5 separate regions of the Mus musculus genome follow, and all the other regions are linked to region 3. Evidence: chromatin contacts called from public Hi-C and promoter capture Hi-C data. All regions are on one chromosome and are shown on one strand. The core of a region is the stretch at or near the end of the contact, and the rest is flanking DNA. Distances in the headings are between cores, read along the strand shown. Region 1 overlaps Cdkl4 (cyclin-dependent kinase-like 4). Region 2 overlaps Atl2 (atlastin GTPase 2). Region 3 holds the start of Gemin6 (gem nuclear organelle associated protein 6). Region 4 overlaps Atl2 (atlastin GTPase 2). Region 5 holds the start of Cdkl4 (cyclin-dependent kinase-like 4).

Region 1 (2,715 bases), core at 18-2,517, 340 kb after region 3:
CTGGGCAAACATTTCCATTGGGAACACATGAAACTTCTACATGGAGTTCCATCAAAGACAATGGCAACAAAAGGAAACAATGTAAAAACCATGAAGGTGGCTGGGTGATTCTTAGGCACAGGCAGGTCCTGTTGATACCTCCACCGGTACTGGGGGCCCCCTCTCTGCCGGGAAGGGAAGTGCTCCTGTAGTTCTGCTGGTTGGTTGGAAAAGTGTGTGGGGGCAATGTCCAGAAGACAAGGCAGGCATCTGGTAAATAGTGGGGTCAGGACACTTGGGTGGATGTTTCCAAATCAGGATGTGGTGTACTGAAGGCCAATGCTTCCATGTTTTAACCCCCTACTCACACATCCAGTTAAAGTCAGAAGCCAAAGTCCAACAATGCTTCCCAAAGTGGCTGAACCCCAGGAGTTAAGTCGGACTTGTCGCCTGGCAGTGGTGGCGCACGCCTTTAATCCCAGCACTTGGGGGGCAGAGGCAGGCGGATTTCTGAGTTCGAGGCCAGCCTGCTCTACAGAGTGAGTTCCAGGACAGCCACGGCTGCACAGAGAAACCCTGTCTCTTCTCACTCGTTTTAGTGTGCCTGCCTCACGCAGCATCTTCAGAGTGCAGATGCCGCCTGCAGAGCGGGACGGACCTACCTTCAGCATACGGATTTCCCGCAGGGCTATTTTCCTAACGACACGATCATCTTCAGATTCCACGAATTTTTTGATCGCTACTACTTGTCCAGAAGATTTGTTTCTGCACTTGAATACAACGCCATAAGACCCTTCTCCGATCTTAGCTAGCTTTTCATACTTTTCCATTTTAGTTACAGCGACTTAATTTTAGTGTACCGGTCGACTTGAAGTTCAGCGTTGCACCTGGAAAATAAGAACGACTTTTCTTAATCAAGCGGATACAGGATGGTTTGCCTGGGTGGCCCAAGGTTTATTTCCACACTTTAATGTTTGCTTTTTTGTGTGCAGTAGAAGTGAACTCTCAATGGTATTTTGTTAGCACAGCTCTCTAGTCTTCTGGGGTCATTTCTGACAGTGGCTCTGTGCTGACCACATTTAGTTAACACAACCAAGCCTTGTCCGATTTATTGTTTTTATTACCTGGAGTAAATGATTAAAATACAGGGCTGTAAAATGCAGCTAAGGGGGCTGGACTTTCATACCCTTGAATAAGGAAGGTGTTTGCCTTCTTAGCTAGCTCACCGGAACCCCACCGTGAAGGGGAAGAATTGCGCAACAAGGCAGACTACAAAGCTCAACGTCCCCACCTGGTGGAGAGGAGAGGGAAAACCATGGTCGCTGAACAAGGCGGCTTTTCTCAGGACACTATTTCCTTAAAATGTTTGGATTCCATTTATTCTGGTTGTTGTTGTTGTTGTTGTTGTGTATATGAGATATATGAGATGTGTATGGATATGATATAAATCTGAGGTGTATATGTCTGTGTAGAAGGCGGTAAATTTGGAACGGATGTGAGATTGTGTGTGTGTGTGTGTGTGTGTGTGTGTGTGACAGCTAGAGTGTGGTAGTCAGAGGACAGCTTGTGTGTACCGGTCCTTTCTTACCACGTGGTCCTGAGGATGTGACCAAGGTTGTAAAACTTGCCTGGCAAGTGCCTTTATAATCTGTTCCATCCTGCTGGTCAAGGCACGGTTATCCTTTCTCTTTCTTCTCTCTTTCTCTTTCTTTTCTTTCTCTCTTTCTCTCTTTCTTTCTTTCTTTCTTTCTTTCTTTCTTTCTCTCTCTCTTTCTTTCATTTTGTTTATTTGGTTTTTTGAGACAGTTTCTCTGTGTAGCCCTAGTTGTCCTGAAACTTGCTCTGTAGACCAGACTGGCCTTGAACTCAGACCTCCACCTGCCTCTGCCTCCTGTGCACTGCCACCACCTGGCAAGGCACTCTTGTTCTTAGCTTTTATTTGTATTAGGGTGACCAATTCTTAGACCACCCCTAAACAAACAAATTATAATACAACAAAAAGGTCAAATTTTCTAATTTCCCTGCAGTCGTTCCATATCCACAGGACTTCTTAGAAAATACTAGATCTCATTTTTATTATTTTTTTGCACTGTTTTATGTTTATAATTGTGGCTAGATTAAACATTCGATGAGAAATAATACCAAAATGATTAATCAAATCAGGGTAGGAATTAACATTATAAAAGTTTGTAATGAGCCTCAGAAAGTCCACCTCTTTACCCAGTGGAATCTTGTATGTATAATCTAATAACTGTAGGAGCTCACCCTGAAACAGCAGTGCTTATTTACATATAGTATGCTAGGGCTGCTTGATCCAGTTGTACAGGTAAGAAAATTGAAACGCAGTGAAGCAAGTGCAGAATTACAATCGGTCTTCTGGGTTCCACACTGCACATCTGAAATCACCACACTGCCTGCCCTGCCTCTGAGTTAATTCATGGCTGTCTTAGTCAGGGTTTCTATTCCTGCACAAACATCATGACCAAGAAGCAAATTGGGGAGGAAAGGGTTTATTCAGCTTACACTTCCATACTGCTGTTCATCACCAAAGGAAGTCAGGACTGGAACTCAAGCAGGTCAGGAAGCAGGAGCTGATGCAGAGGCCATGGAGGGATGTTCTTTACTGGCTTGCTTCCCCTGGCTTGCTCAGCCTGCTCTCTTATAGTACCAAGACCACCAGCCCAGAGATGGTCCCACCCACAAGGGACCTTTTACCCTTGATCACTAATTGAGAAA
Region 2 (2,836 bases), core at 334-2,833, 360 kb before region 3:
TACAAATGATCCCCAAAAAAGGAAAGGAATACAAAATGATGTCAACTGACCTCACCTAGATCACACAGAGATGTTCCATCTGAGGCAAGGAGAACGTGGTAGGACAAGGACAACCAGAGCACTGTGCATATGTAACGCAGGAGGACTTCACCCTTTCCAAGCCAAGCCAGTGCTACAAACCCCTATTGCTTGGGTTTTCTAAATTAAATATTGTTACTGAGTGATGGTGGCAGCACACGCCTTTAATCCCTGCACTCAGGCAGCAGAGGCAGACAGATCTCTAAGCTTAAGGACAGCCTGGTCTACAGTATGAGGTCCAGGGCAGCCATGGCTACACGGAGAAACCCTGTCTCAATAAAACATTAATTAATTATGGGGATTTTTAGTTCAAATAATCAAGAACTATCAGAGAAACCAAATAGAAAACTAGGTAGCTGTTTAATTATTTAGTATCTTTGTTTTGTTTTTGGTTAAGCAATCATGTGATTGATTTTAATTACCAACATTATTCAATAACTTTCCCCTAAAACTTTCTTACTTTTGATCTTAGGAGTAGGAACGTTTGCCTGAATGTGCACGGGTGCACCACACACCCCAGCAGCACTTGGTGTTTTAAAAATGAGGACACAGTGGGTAGGAAGTAGGGGATCGAGAAAACAGGATCAAGAATACTGTATGAAAACAGTTACCTGAGAAAAAGGAAAACTCAGAGCACAAAGCTGGGTGGGTAGGAGAGGGGTGGGTCTGGGAGAGTTGGGATGAAATCCTCAGAGAACTAATGAAAAGGCTGTTCTGCGATGAAAGCAGGGGTGGCTCTGACGTAACTTCATCCTTTACATCTAAGGCAAAGTCTATCATCTTACAGCTTAGTATCTAAGTAAGAAGAAATGCAGCCAGCTCTATCGTCTAATCCATTTTCCTTCCATCAAGTCTCTTCCTCGGTGGCTGCACAAAGGTAGGATTTTATGAACTGACAACACGCACGCTCACCTGCACAGAGCTGGTCATAGTGCTCAGAGCAAACACTGTCGCACAGTCTTTAATGGTTGACTGGCTATCAAAGGCACCCTGGGTATCCATTAGCAGCACAGCCACCTAGGAATTCGTTAAATTTAAAATACTTAGTAAAAGAATCACCAAAAATGCCTACAAAAATCATACATTAATAAAGTTCAAAGCAGTAATTAAGTCAAGAAAAGTATTTACATACCATTGTACATTTTAACATATTAATCATTAATAGTTTTGTGTTCTTTTAAATTTTAATACCAGAAAATTGCTCAAGAAAAGAATACAGGAGAAAATAGCAAAGTATAAGTAGAATTTTACTTTTGTTCCATTAGGTCTGTCAATCACAAACACTTCATTCCAAACTTGTATGCCTGTTGTTTCTCTTTCGCAACCACCTCGCCACGTAAAGCCAGTCAAGGGTTCATTGTTTCCACCAATCCAGCTTTGAGAATCCTGTTAAAAATCAAAGAGAAATGTAAAACAAACACAACTCACCCATTTCATAGCTCATAAAGGAGAAGAAGCCAACACCCAGAGAGAGAACACCCAGTCTAGCATTATGCAAACAGTCCTGTGCAGAGTGCTAGGAGCAGTCTCCTCCAATCAGCCTTTGTCACACAGATCGCAGCCTCCACTTAACCTGGCCATCTAGGTAAATGGGCTTATGTGCGCCTACTCCTCCTCTTCTGGCAAGCTTTTCTGTGTTTAAAGATGATAAAATATGGAAGCTACTTTAATATCTTGTTGTATAGAAGAGTAAAACCACGTCCCAGACAGCAGGCAGGACAGTGACCCTCGCCTAGAACAGTGTATACAAAAACACCTCCCACTGCTGGGACTGTCTCCTAGAACTTGTTTGGAACCCGATTCAAGCAAACTGGTTTAAGGGGTAAGGGGTAGGGGGTGGTTTTTAATGAAACAAACAGATATCTGGACTCCTTATGCAATAATGTTAAATGGATATAAACATTTTTCTTTTATTTAAGATATGTTTTCATACACTATATTTATTCTGAACAGGGTTTCTCTGCCAAATTTCCTCCCAGAGCTTCTCCACCACCCGATATCCAACTCCATGGCTTTTCTCTCTCTAGAAAACAAACAAGCAAATAAAAACGACAAAAGAAAGAAAGAAAGAGAGAGGGGGGGAGGAGGGAGGGAGGGAGGGAAGTAAGGAGGGAGGGAGGGGGAAGAGGGGAGGGAGGGAGGGAGGGAGGGAGGGAGGGAGGGAGGGAGGGAGGGAGGGAAAGAAAGAAAGAAAGAAAGAAAGAAAGAAAGAAAGAAAGAAAGAAAGAAAGAAAGAAAGAAAGAAAGAAAGAGGAAAAGGAAAAGGGAAGGAAAGTTAAGGAGGAAAAGAAAAAACAGGAAAAGCACACAAAATGACACTTTTTTGTGCACAAAAAATAGAACTGAGTCTTTAGCTACTAGATGTCTAAATATTTATGGTGAAAAATATGCATCTTCCTGGCAACTGCTTTAAAACAGTCCAAGAAACACATACACAAAGAAATAGATAAAACGAGACCACAGGTCTACAGGAGCATGGCAGTCCATAACACTGTCTGTATTTCTGTAATGAAACCTCTACCTAAGAAGCCCAAGGCGCTGGGTTTGGTCCTCATCACCAGGAAAAGCAGGGAGGGGGCAGGGCTATCTTATAACTCAAGCCACAGAGCTACAACTACTATAACTATACAGTATGGAGCTGGGGTACAGTGCAGTGGGAAAGTACTCACCTATACACAAGTCTTACATTCAATGCCCACTACCATAAATAATATTTATAAATACTGTTAATATACCACAACATAATTGGTCTAGAATA
Region 3 (2,747 bases), core at 174-2,673:
GCAACTGATTTTTAAATTTTTTTAATTTTTTTTTTTTTTTTTTTTTTGTAGCAGGGCTGGCCTAGAACTCACTATGTAGACTAATTGATCCCAAACTCCCTGCCTACCTCTGCTTTCCACAAGCTTGGATTAAAGTCCTATGCACCACATGTGGCCCAAATGCAACTTAAATTTCTGATAATTTGGACAGAGTAGGGACATGTCCTTGTTTCAAAAGGGGAAGAAAACATAAGCCAAACAGGTTTGCAGTAAAGAATGAAACTTAAAATGCAACTGAACAGTTGTCACAAATCAGTTGTAGATTTTTATTCTGTAGTTTTAAAGGTCAAACATTTTCTCCCACACTCTTAATAACTTGGAATTTACATTAGCTCTTGTAGCTTTATAGAGGGTTTTAACTGATAAACTCTAACTTAATCCATGAAATCTCATTAATATGAAGTCAATCATTCAATAAATGAAGGTTTTGGGAAGGATTATTTGATATGGAATTTCAAGTAGTAATTTTAAAAAACCGATTCATATTTAATGTTTCTGCTGCTTGGCTTGACAATCTTTTTTTTTTTTTTTTTTTTTTTTTTGAGACAGGGTTTCTCTGTGTAGCTCAGGCTGTCCTGGAACTCACTTTATAGACCAGGCTGGCCTCGAACTCAGAAATTCGCCTGCCTCTGCCTCCCGAGTGCTGGGATTAAAGGCGTGCGCCACCACGCCCACCTCTGGCTTGACAATTTTATAGCTCAGTTTTTGTTCATCGCCCTTGGTGGGTTTTTTTGTTGTAGTTGTTGTCTTGGCGGGGGAGAGGGTTGTTTTTTTCTCTTTTCAGTATAGGCAGAATCTTAGCATTTACTGCCTTGCACCACTTTTCAGTATCACAGTCTCGAAGATTCTGCAGTATGTCAGAGCCCAGTCAGCTACGTGCCCAGAAATCTGAAGCAGAAACAACATAATCCAGTGCTGCTTGGGAGGCAGAGGCAGGCGAAGTCTACAGAGTGAGTTCCAGGACAGCTAGGGCTACACAGAGAAACCCTGTCTCGAAAAAAAAAAAAAAAAAAAAATCCAGTGCTGATCTTCCCAACTTCACCACTGTTCTTGAGATTTACTGAGAACACGTCCCCAAAGGTGCACGCATTTTAACCGGCTCCAAAACGAGCTAGACCAGAATTCATGCCATTCACCTCGGCTTTTAGAGCCTTAAGGTTTACCCAGAGAGCTTTGTGTTGAATTCAGGGCAAAATCGCATTTTCATACCCCACTTAAAAAGCTTTGAGGTACGAACATTTTCCTCTTACAAAGATTTCTTGAGACGTTCACGGTGGCCAGGAGAACTCAAGTTCCCTTGGACACAACCTGCAGTGCAAGAACGGAGGCAAAGGACTACAGGATGGAGGATTCTGGGGGAAGGAAATGACGTCAGGAGCAAAGCATGCTGGGCTCAGGCGGGCCGACTCAAGCCCGCTCGGCGGCGTGTGAGCTAAGTAGAAATATAGCCAGGGTCTCTGCGGCGTTTCCCTGAGTCGTGCAGAGTTCTGGGTATGGCGGCCTCTGGACAGGACCTGGTGTTGGAGCTCTAGAGCTTCGCTAACGGGTCCTCAGCGCTTTACGAGAAAATTGGCGCAAAGCCCGTGGAGAGTCATCTAGAAAGAGTAGGTGGGAATCCGAGAACTCCGCATCAGTTATGTCTGTCAGGGGTTTAGGGCGAAATCCTTTTATCTAAGGAAAGCGGAACGGAAGTGGCTGCTTCTTCTTTTTTCTAAAAAAGATTTCTTTATTGTATATGAGCACACCACTGCTTTCTTCAGACACACCAGAAGAGGACATCGGATTCCATTACCGATGGTTTTGAGCTACCATGTGGTTGCTGGGAATTGACCTCCCAGTCGGTGCTCTTAACCGCTGAGCCATCTCTCCAGCCCCGAAGAGTTTGAGTTATCTACGGGCCAGGTTCAAAGCCAGGTTGAAAGCGGTATCCGGAATTGGGAGCAGAGGGTGGGACTAGACATGCCACAGGAGTTTTAAGAATTGTACCTGTGGCCATTCACTATTACCATCAGTCTGAATTATAAATACCCCTTCCCAGATATACTAAACAAAACATTCTCAAGAATTCTCCAAAGATAGTATCAGTTTCTTATACCCCAGATGGGCGTTTTGCTTGTTCTTCTGAGATCTGAGACGGCACACTATGTTACCAGGCTGGTCTCAGCACTACTAGTAGGTAGGGACTGTAGGTGTGAGTTAAGACTGGCTCTATGTATCAGTGCTTACTTGCATTAAGAAACTCGTTATTTTCAGGCAAATTACAGACTGCCTACAGAATGGCGATCATTAAGACATTTGCTTGGGCTGGTGAGATGGCTCAGTGGGTAAGAGCACTGACTGCTATTCCAAAGGTTCAGAGTTCAAATCCCAGCAACCACATGGTGGCTCACAACCATCCGTAAAAAGATCTGACTCCCTCTTCTGGATTGTCTGAAGACAGCTACAGTGTACTTACATATAATAAATAAATGAATCTTTAAAAATATTTTTAAAAAAAGACATTTGCTTGTGTGGAATATCCATAGTGATTAACCCAAATTGATAATGGTTCTAGATCTGGGCAACTGGTAACCATGAGCGAATGGATGAAGAAAAGCCCCTTAGAATGGGAAGATTACGTTTATAAAGAAGTGAGAGTGATAGCCTGTGAGAAGGAGTATAAAGGATGGCTTCTAACCACAGATCCAGTCTCTGCCAAGTGAGTATGC
Region 4 (2,940 bases), core at 400-2,899, 380 kb before region 3:
CCTTTAGTCCCAGCACTCCCAGGAGGGAGATAGATGTAGGTGGGTCTTGAGTCCACAGCCAGCACAGTCTAACACAGTGAATTAATTCCAAGCTGGCCAAGGGCTACATAATGAGACTCTGTCACGACTTTTAAAAAACAAGAACAAGGAGAAAGAAAATCTACCATATATAGCCTAATCCTATTTTCATGTCAAATAAAATCCAGTGAAGCAGGTGACACAGACATATATGCCAACAAAGCACCCATAGACATAAGATGAACCCCAACACACACACACACACACACACACACACACACACACACACTTTGCTTTGGTACTGGCAGTCTTTGGGAATGTGGCCCAACAGCATATATCTAACCCAAGATGGTTACTCCTCTGTATCTCAAGCTTCAGACATGGTTTTTCCCCCCCTTTTTAAACACAGGGTGCCACTTTGTAGCCCAGGCTTGTCTTGAATTTTCTATTTTCCTGCCTTAAGCCTTGAGTGCTGGCCTAGTACTCAGAGATGCTCCTGCTTCCGCCTGTGCCTTCAAGAGCTCTAAGAAAATGTGTGTGGCACCACGCCATGCTGAAACTTTTTGTTTTTGATGGAATCTCCTTCAATTTCATGAACCTTGTGGAAATAGTTTATTGAACTAGTAATATGTTACTCCTTCTCCAAACCTTTTTTTAGAAAAATCTTTGGTGACTTCTGATCTAGATCTTTGAGGAGCTCCTGAAGTCACTCTGCAGAAAGAACATAGGTATTTTGTTGCAATATGTTAAGGACAGTTTCTCTGCCTAAATCCAGTAATATATATATATATATATATATATCCAAAGAAGTTCCTAGGGCCCAGTATCAGAGTAAAGTCAATAAGGCAGTAATTCTGCCCTGATTCAGATTTGGCTCCAATTTGGCTTTGATTACAAATTAACTTTTGAAAAACTCCCTGGAAGTTATCTGATATGGACAGAGGCTAAAGACAGAATTCAAACAAGACAGTAATTTGATGTATAAGGTACTCCCAAGGGGAAACAAAGATGGCTGGCAGAACACAGCTGCCAATTCTTCCCAAGATGAGTTTCGTCATCCCAGGAATGGACAATCAATATGCACATATAAACTCACTTGGGTTAGCAGGAAAGGACTCAGACTGTTAATTTTCAAGCCAAAGTCTAAGTGTGTGATAGAGGCACACTGCCCTAAGCAGCCAATCAAAATTGCCTTCTTACTTACCTGGCTAAAACCAGATCTGTATCTAAAAGGCCACTTGGGAGATGGGGAGAAAAGTGACACATGGGGAGGGGGAGGGAGGGAGGGAGAGGGAGAGAGAAAGCGAGAGAGAGAGAGAGAGAGAGAGAGAGAGAGAGAGAGAGAGAGAGAGAGAGAGAGAGAGAGAGAGAGAGAGAGAACATCCATGTGTGAATGCTGACATGCAGGCCCTGGTGTGGAGCAGTCAGACAACAACTTCAGTATGGGTTCTTGCCTTCTACCTTGGGGTTGTATACTACTGTTGTATACCATTGCATCTGCCAGGCTATCTGGCCTGAACTTCCGGGCCTTCACCTGTCTCTGCTCCCCATCTTGCCATAGGAGCCCTGGGATTCCAGCTTTTGGTAGGTTCTGAGGATTCAGACTCTACCCCTAATGCTTACACAGCAAGCACTAAGTCATCTCCCGAGCCCCATTATAGGTATTTGTACAGGAACCAAGATCAAACACCCTCTTTAAAGGTGTTTCTTGAAAGGTCCTTAACTAAAATTAAACTTTTAAAAAAGCAGTCATGCCAGAAGTGAAGTCTCTAGCCTGCGTGGTTCAATTCCGCAAGCAAAATAAGCCCCTGCTCAGTGTTTGAAACTATACACTGCAGTTAGGAGCACTTGCTGCTCTTCAGAGGATCCAAGTTCTCTTCCCAGCACCCATCCTGGGCAACTCACAACCACTCCAGTTCAGAGGGACCAGATGCCCTCTTCTGGACTCTGTGGGCATCTACACTCAGGTGCACATACCCACATTCAGATACACAAATACATCATTAAAAAGAAAGCAAAAAACCTCATGAGTGAGATAACACAATTTAATTTTATAAATAAGTTGTTTACAGAAGCAAAGATGACTAGCAATCTATACTCATGAAAGATGAGACTCACCATCAGAGCCCCAAAGGTTGTTCCTTTCGCAAGATGTGTCTTAAAAAGATAAATTCTGTCACTGAGAAAAACCTTTCATCTCTAAAAGAAAGGAAAAACCTATTTTGTATCATTACCCAAAACTGTAGCACAGAAAATGCACCCATTCCAGTGTTATTTTGGTATTTGTCCCTGGCCCCTTCTGTTGTTCTGGTTGCTCTGCCTCTACCTAACAATGGCCAGGGCCTTCCAGACGAAACTAAAGTCTTCCTTGGAGTCCTGAAGATACTTCTAGAGGAAAACCACCATTTTAGCAAGAAACACTACAGCGCCCAGTGGTCTAGACTTTACTTTTAAAAAGAAAAAAAAAGGAGGGGGAGTTTTAAACTGTGTAAGTTTTTAATTTCAGAACACTTGCTAGTATACAACAAACTTTTTATTTTTCATTCATAAAAACAATTTACAGCATTCATAAAACAAAGTGGTCAGAGAAAGAGAGACTGTTCGGATGGATTCGTTCTGTGTAGGAACAGATGAGAAGGCAGCTGCTTACCACAGACGGAAACAAATACAATCCATATAAAGTAGGACTGGGTCAGAGTGGGAGGGAAGTGTGCCAATCAAAGCAAACTCAGACCTTCATGCATGCAACTCAACATCTGAATTCTCTTAAAAACCAAATAGGAGCGATTTAATAGGTCTCTGTAAAGGAGGTTATAAGTACTGGAAAAATGGTAGCTTTACATATATAGCCCACACGCAAACACACACATATTCATTCTCTCTCTCTCTCTCTCTCTCTCTCTCTCTCTCTCTCACACACAC
Region 5 (2,982 bases), core at 144-2,643, 350 kb after region 3:
TCACACCACCATTCATCACGCCAGGCTTGCATTGCCTTATTATACTTTCATTTTCTAATTTTCTTTTTAAAAGCAAAACCTGCAAGAATATGTTGATTATTATTACCACTGTGTTTGGGCAAGATTAAATGAATATAGCTGTGGGTTGAAAATATTTGCCATAGTTATCAGTCACCTTTAGCTTCAAGTGGTGTACCTTCTTAACTTCAGAATTTATAAGTATTTGACCCTGAGTTAATAGAGTTCTATCTACAAAGGCCAAGGACAAAAGCAGGCTGGGGGTCACCAGTGATTTTAAGACCCACAGACAGGGGCTGAGTTTAAGTGTAATAGCGGGATTTTAAAATTCCTTAGGGGTGGGTGGATATGGGGGACTTTTGGTATAGCATTGGAAATGTAAATGAGTTAAATACCTAATAAAAAATGGAAAAAAAAAATTCCTTAGAAAGTTGCTACGGAATTTCCTCACTATTAATGATTTACAAAATAAAGTACACAGGAGAAAAGAACACTCGGTTAGTTTTCAAGACTGTTTCACAAACTAAGTCCTGGGGGCTGAAGAAGTACAAGGAATACAAAGGCAAACAAAATCAAGACAGAGGGCGAGGAAGGGTGGACAAAGAACTCCCCTAACCTAAGAGGTCCCAGGAAACCAAAAACCAACCACCACCAATCCCTGGCTTTAGAAATGTGGAGGGGCAGAGACAGTTTCAGAGCCGGGAAGCTCACTGAGGATGCCACCCACAGTTTGTAGTTAACTGTTTCCAATAAAACCAAACATGCATTATGTTTAATAAACTTGATCGGAAAATGGATTCTACGGATCATTCAGACTTGTCTTTGCGAGTTACAATTTAAAAGCACACACCTGTGCACGAAGGTGTTCCCGTCAACGAAATCGATCTCGTTAGATTCTCACAAACTAAGCCCACCACGTCATTTACACAATCTATACAACTCATTTTCTTTATGTCCCCACGCTTCAGGCGTGTGACAAAAAGACCTGGAAGTTTGGCAAAAACTCACTTCATTTCCAAGCCTCTGAGCCTTCACTTTCCCCTGCGTCCAGGCCACAAGAGGTGTCTAGATGCACAGGTGCGTCCCTGTCCCTCTCTGGCACCCCCACGGCCCACGAGACCACGGGTGGCCCGTTCTTCCGCGGGTGCGCCCCCTCACCCCCGCCCTCCCGAGCCCCGCAGACCCTGCTCTCCGCCTTCCCCCGCCAGGGAACCTGCACTTACACGGCACAGCCTCCGGCGACGGTGACACAATGGTGTTCAGCTTCGGGGAGCCCCAGCCCGCGCAGTCTGCTGCCACCACAGAACTCCCGAGAGACCGAGCCTCTGCGGTGTCTCCAGGGCAACCAGGACGCGCAGGCTGCGCAGCTTCCACACAACTTGCTCGCTCTCTCTATTCGATTCGTTCCCTGGCAGGGTTACCTTCCATCCATCACCCATAGCTCTTACCTTATTCCTTGAGCTGTTTAGAGTCAGCCGTGGCTCATTAACGCCATTTTTGTAACTCAGCGAGACGCTGCTCCAGAGACCCTGGGCAGATTCAGAGTAGGGCGGGGGTGGGGGGGGTTGTCACCCAGTGGGGAAGAAAGCAAGGCAGATATCATTGAATGTGGCATCGAGACAAACATGTTAACAAACATGTTAATTTCAGTCGTTACCCACAGAATAAACTGAACTCCAAGGCGCGCGCATGCGCGCGCACGCACACACACGCGCGCACACACACACACACGTACCATATGCTATGTATGTATGTATGTATGTATGTATGTATGTATGTATTGTCTGATCTTCCCTTCTTAGTAGGTGTCTCCTTTCCTCCTGTACCTCACCTCCTCATTTCCTCAGGAATATGCTCAAGGATCACATTTTAAACGGAATGAAATCTGGAAGCACATTTACCTCACTCATTCAAGACCAGAATTCACATTTACCCATTTTTATATAATTTCTGCCTGTATGCTAGAAAACATTTCTCATCAGGTGCACCAGTAGTCCACTTTATGTACATACAAACATGTTGGCCTAATTCCATCTTTACTGGACTCTGTGTGTGTGTGTGTGTGTGTGGTGCGTGCTTCTCACCTTGAGACAGGGTCTTTGTCCTCTTTTGTGTATGACAGGGGGGCTGGCCTGTGACTTTTGGAAAGATTCTCCTGTCTCTCCATCTTGCCCCAAGAGCATTGGTGTTACAGATGGAGTCCATCCAGCTCACAGGGATTCTAGGGACTTAAACTCAAGTCTTTCCACTTGCATGGAGATCTCTATCCACTGTCTCCCCAGTCTGACAAGGTCTCTATGCAGTCCTGGTGGTTGTCCTTGAACTTGCTATGTACAAAAGGCTGGCCTCAAACTCAGGGATTTGCTAGCCTTTGCTTCCCAAGTGCTGGGATTAAAGATCACAAGGACTGGCTCCTCTCCACCTTTTGTGAGATAGGATCTCATGTTGCCTAGGCTGACCTGGGACTTGCTACGTAGCCAAGACTCTGAACTTGAGTCTCCTGTCTCCACAGTTGTGAATGCTCCCCATTCGCTCCCCATTTCTCCAAGCTACTCATCTACACAGAGACTCTTCACCGGCCCACTTTGGTTCTGTGCCAGGTCCTTGTCCACACACTCAAAGCTCTACTGCATTTAACATCACCGTTCCTTGAACATGCGGCATTTTTGCATTTCAACTATAGCATCACCCGTCAGCCCATCCCTGCATATCAAGTTCCTTTTCTTCTACCAAGGATGTCTACAGCTGTCTATATGTAAGTTTCTCTTTCCCCAAAGCATATCCAAGATACCGTTTGTTCTCTCTATACATATTACGTGTGCTGTGCATATATATGTGTATGTATATATATATATATATATATATATATACATACACACATGTATGTTTATGTTCTTTTATATATGTGTGTATATATCTATATGGAAAAGGGAGACAGAAAAAACAAGAGAACACTTCGTTCTA

Evidence for each region. Promoter capture Hi-C pulls out the DNA fragments that hold promoters and counts their contacts. A called contact is a pair of places that touch in the nucleus more often than the background predicts.
Region 1: a Hi-C map of B cells shows a contact between it and region 3, with 20 read pairs. The contact joins the enhancer-like site here to the promoter of Gemin6 in region 3. A contact is called at or near these places in 14 of 39 promoter capture datasets (3T3-L1-derived adipocytes, the C10 cell line, the HPC-7 cell line and 8 more), 1 of 15 datasets of contacts at CTCF or cohesin (large pre-B cells), 25 of 484 Hi-C or Micro-C datasets (B cells, the Ba/F3 cell line, CD8 T cells and 14 more), 14 of 115 datasets of contacts at active chromatin or transcription factors (the HPC-7 cell line, T-cell acute lymphoblastic leukemia, bone marrow-derived macrophages and 5 more) and 4 of 9 other capture datasets (adipose tissue, embryonic stem cells, liver and 1 more).
Region 2: a promoter capture Hi-C map of liver shows a contact between it and region 3, with 2.6 times the contacts expected there. The contact joins the enhancer-like site here to the promoter of Gemin6 in region 3. A contact is called at or near these places in 9 of 39 promoter capture datasets (the 3T3-L1 cell line, 3T3-L1-derived adipocytes, the C10 cell line and 5 more) and 2 of 9 other capture datasets (liver and pancreatic islet).
Region 4: a promoter capture Hi-C map of 3T3-L1-derived adipocytes shows a contact between it and region 3, with 2.7 times the contacts expected there. The contact joins the enhancer-like site here to the promoter of Gemin6 in region 3. A contact is called at or near these places in 10 of 39 promoter capture datasets (3T3-L1-derived adipocytes, the C10 cell line, the HPC-7 cell line and 6 more), 1 of 115 datasets of contacts at active chromatin or transcription factors (embryonic stem cells) and 3 of 9 other capture datasets (adipose tissue, liver and pancreatic islet).
Region 5: a contact with region 3 is called in a Hi-C map of CD8 T cells, with 6 times the contacts expected there. The contact joins the promoter of Cdkl4 here to the promoter of Gemin6 in region 3. A contact is called at or near these places in 9 of 39 promoter capture datasets (the 3T3-L1 cell line, 3T3-L1-derived adipocytes, the C10 cell line and 5 more), 15 of 484 Hi-C or Micro-C datasets (the Ba/F3 cell line, CD8 T cells, the G1E-ER4 cell line and 7 more), 8 of 115 datasets of contacts at active chromatin or transcription factors (the HPC-7 cell line, bone marrow-derived macrophages, effector CD8 T cells and 3 more) and 4 of 9 other capture datasets (adipose tissue, embryonic stem cells, liver and 1 more).

Annotation. Positions count from the first base shown.
Region 1 is chr17:80,559,709-80,562,423 of GRCm38.p6, forward strand. It overlaps Cdkl4 (cyclin-dependent kinase-like 4), which reads right to left. Exons shown (of 10, transcript NM_001360143.1): 2 at 642-866. The coding sequence starts at 809. Among named protein-coding and RNA genes, the nearest start is that of Cdkl4, 16 kb to the right of the region's middle. Within about 2 kb of position 1,268, at least 36 of the 459 cell types and tissues checked have an H3K27ac peak or open chromatin away from gene starts, as enhancers often do. A contact at or near this core is called in B cells, the Ba/F3 cell line, CD8 T cells and 7 more, where this site is marked.
Region 2 is chr17:79,863,713-79,866,548 of GRCm38.p6, forward strand. Atl2 (atlastin GTPase 2) reads right to left here. Exons shown (of 13, transcript NM_019717.3): 3 at 1,330-1,464; 4 at 991-1,095. Among named protein-coding and RNA genes, the nearest start is that of Atl2, 31 kb to the right of the region's middle. Within about 2 kb of position 1,584, at least 11 of the 459 cell types and tissues checked have an H3K27ac peak or open chromatin away from gene starts, as enhancers often do. A contact at or near this core is called in liver, where this site is marked.
Region 3 is chr17:80,223,028-80,225,774 of GRCm38.p6, forward strand. Gemin6 (gem nuclear organelle associated protein 6) reads left to right here and starts at 1,424. Exons shown (of 3, transcript NM_026053.4): 1 at 1,424-1,643; 2 at 2,594-2,737. The coding sequence starts at 2,613.
Region 4 is chr17:79,845,857-79,848,796 of GRCm38.p6, forward strand. It overlaps Atl2 (atlastin GTPase 2), which reads right to left. Exons shown (of 13, transcript NM_019717.3): 13 at 2,534-2,940. Among named protein-coding and RNA genes, the nearest start is that of Atl2, 49 kb to the right of the region's middle. Within about 2 kb of position 1,650, at least 4 of the 459 cell types and tissues checked have an H3K27ac peak or open chromatin away from gene starts, as enhancers often do.
Region 5 is chr17:80,576,091-80,579,072 of GRCm38.p6, forward strand. It overlaps Cdkl4 (cyclin-dependent kinase-like 4), which reads right to left and starts at 1,394. Exons shown (of 10, transcript NM_001360143.1): 1 at 1,242-1,394.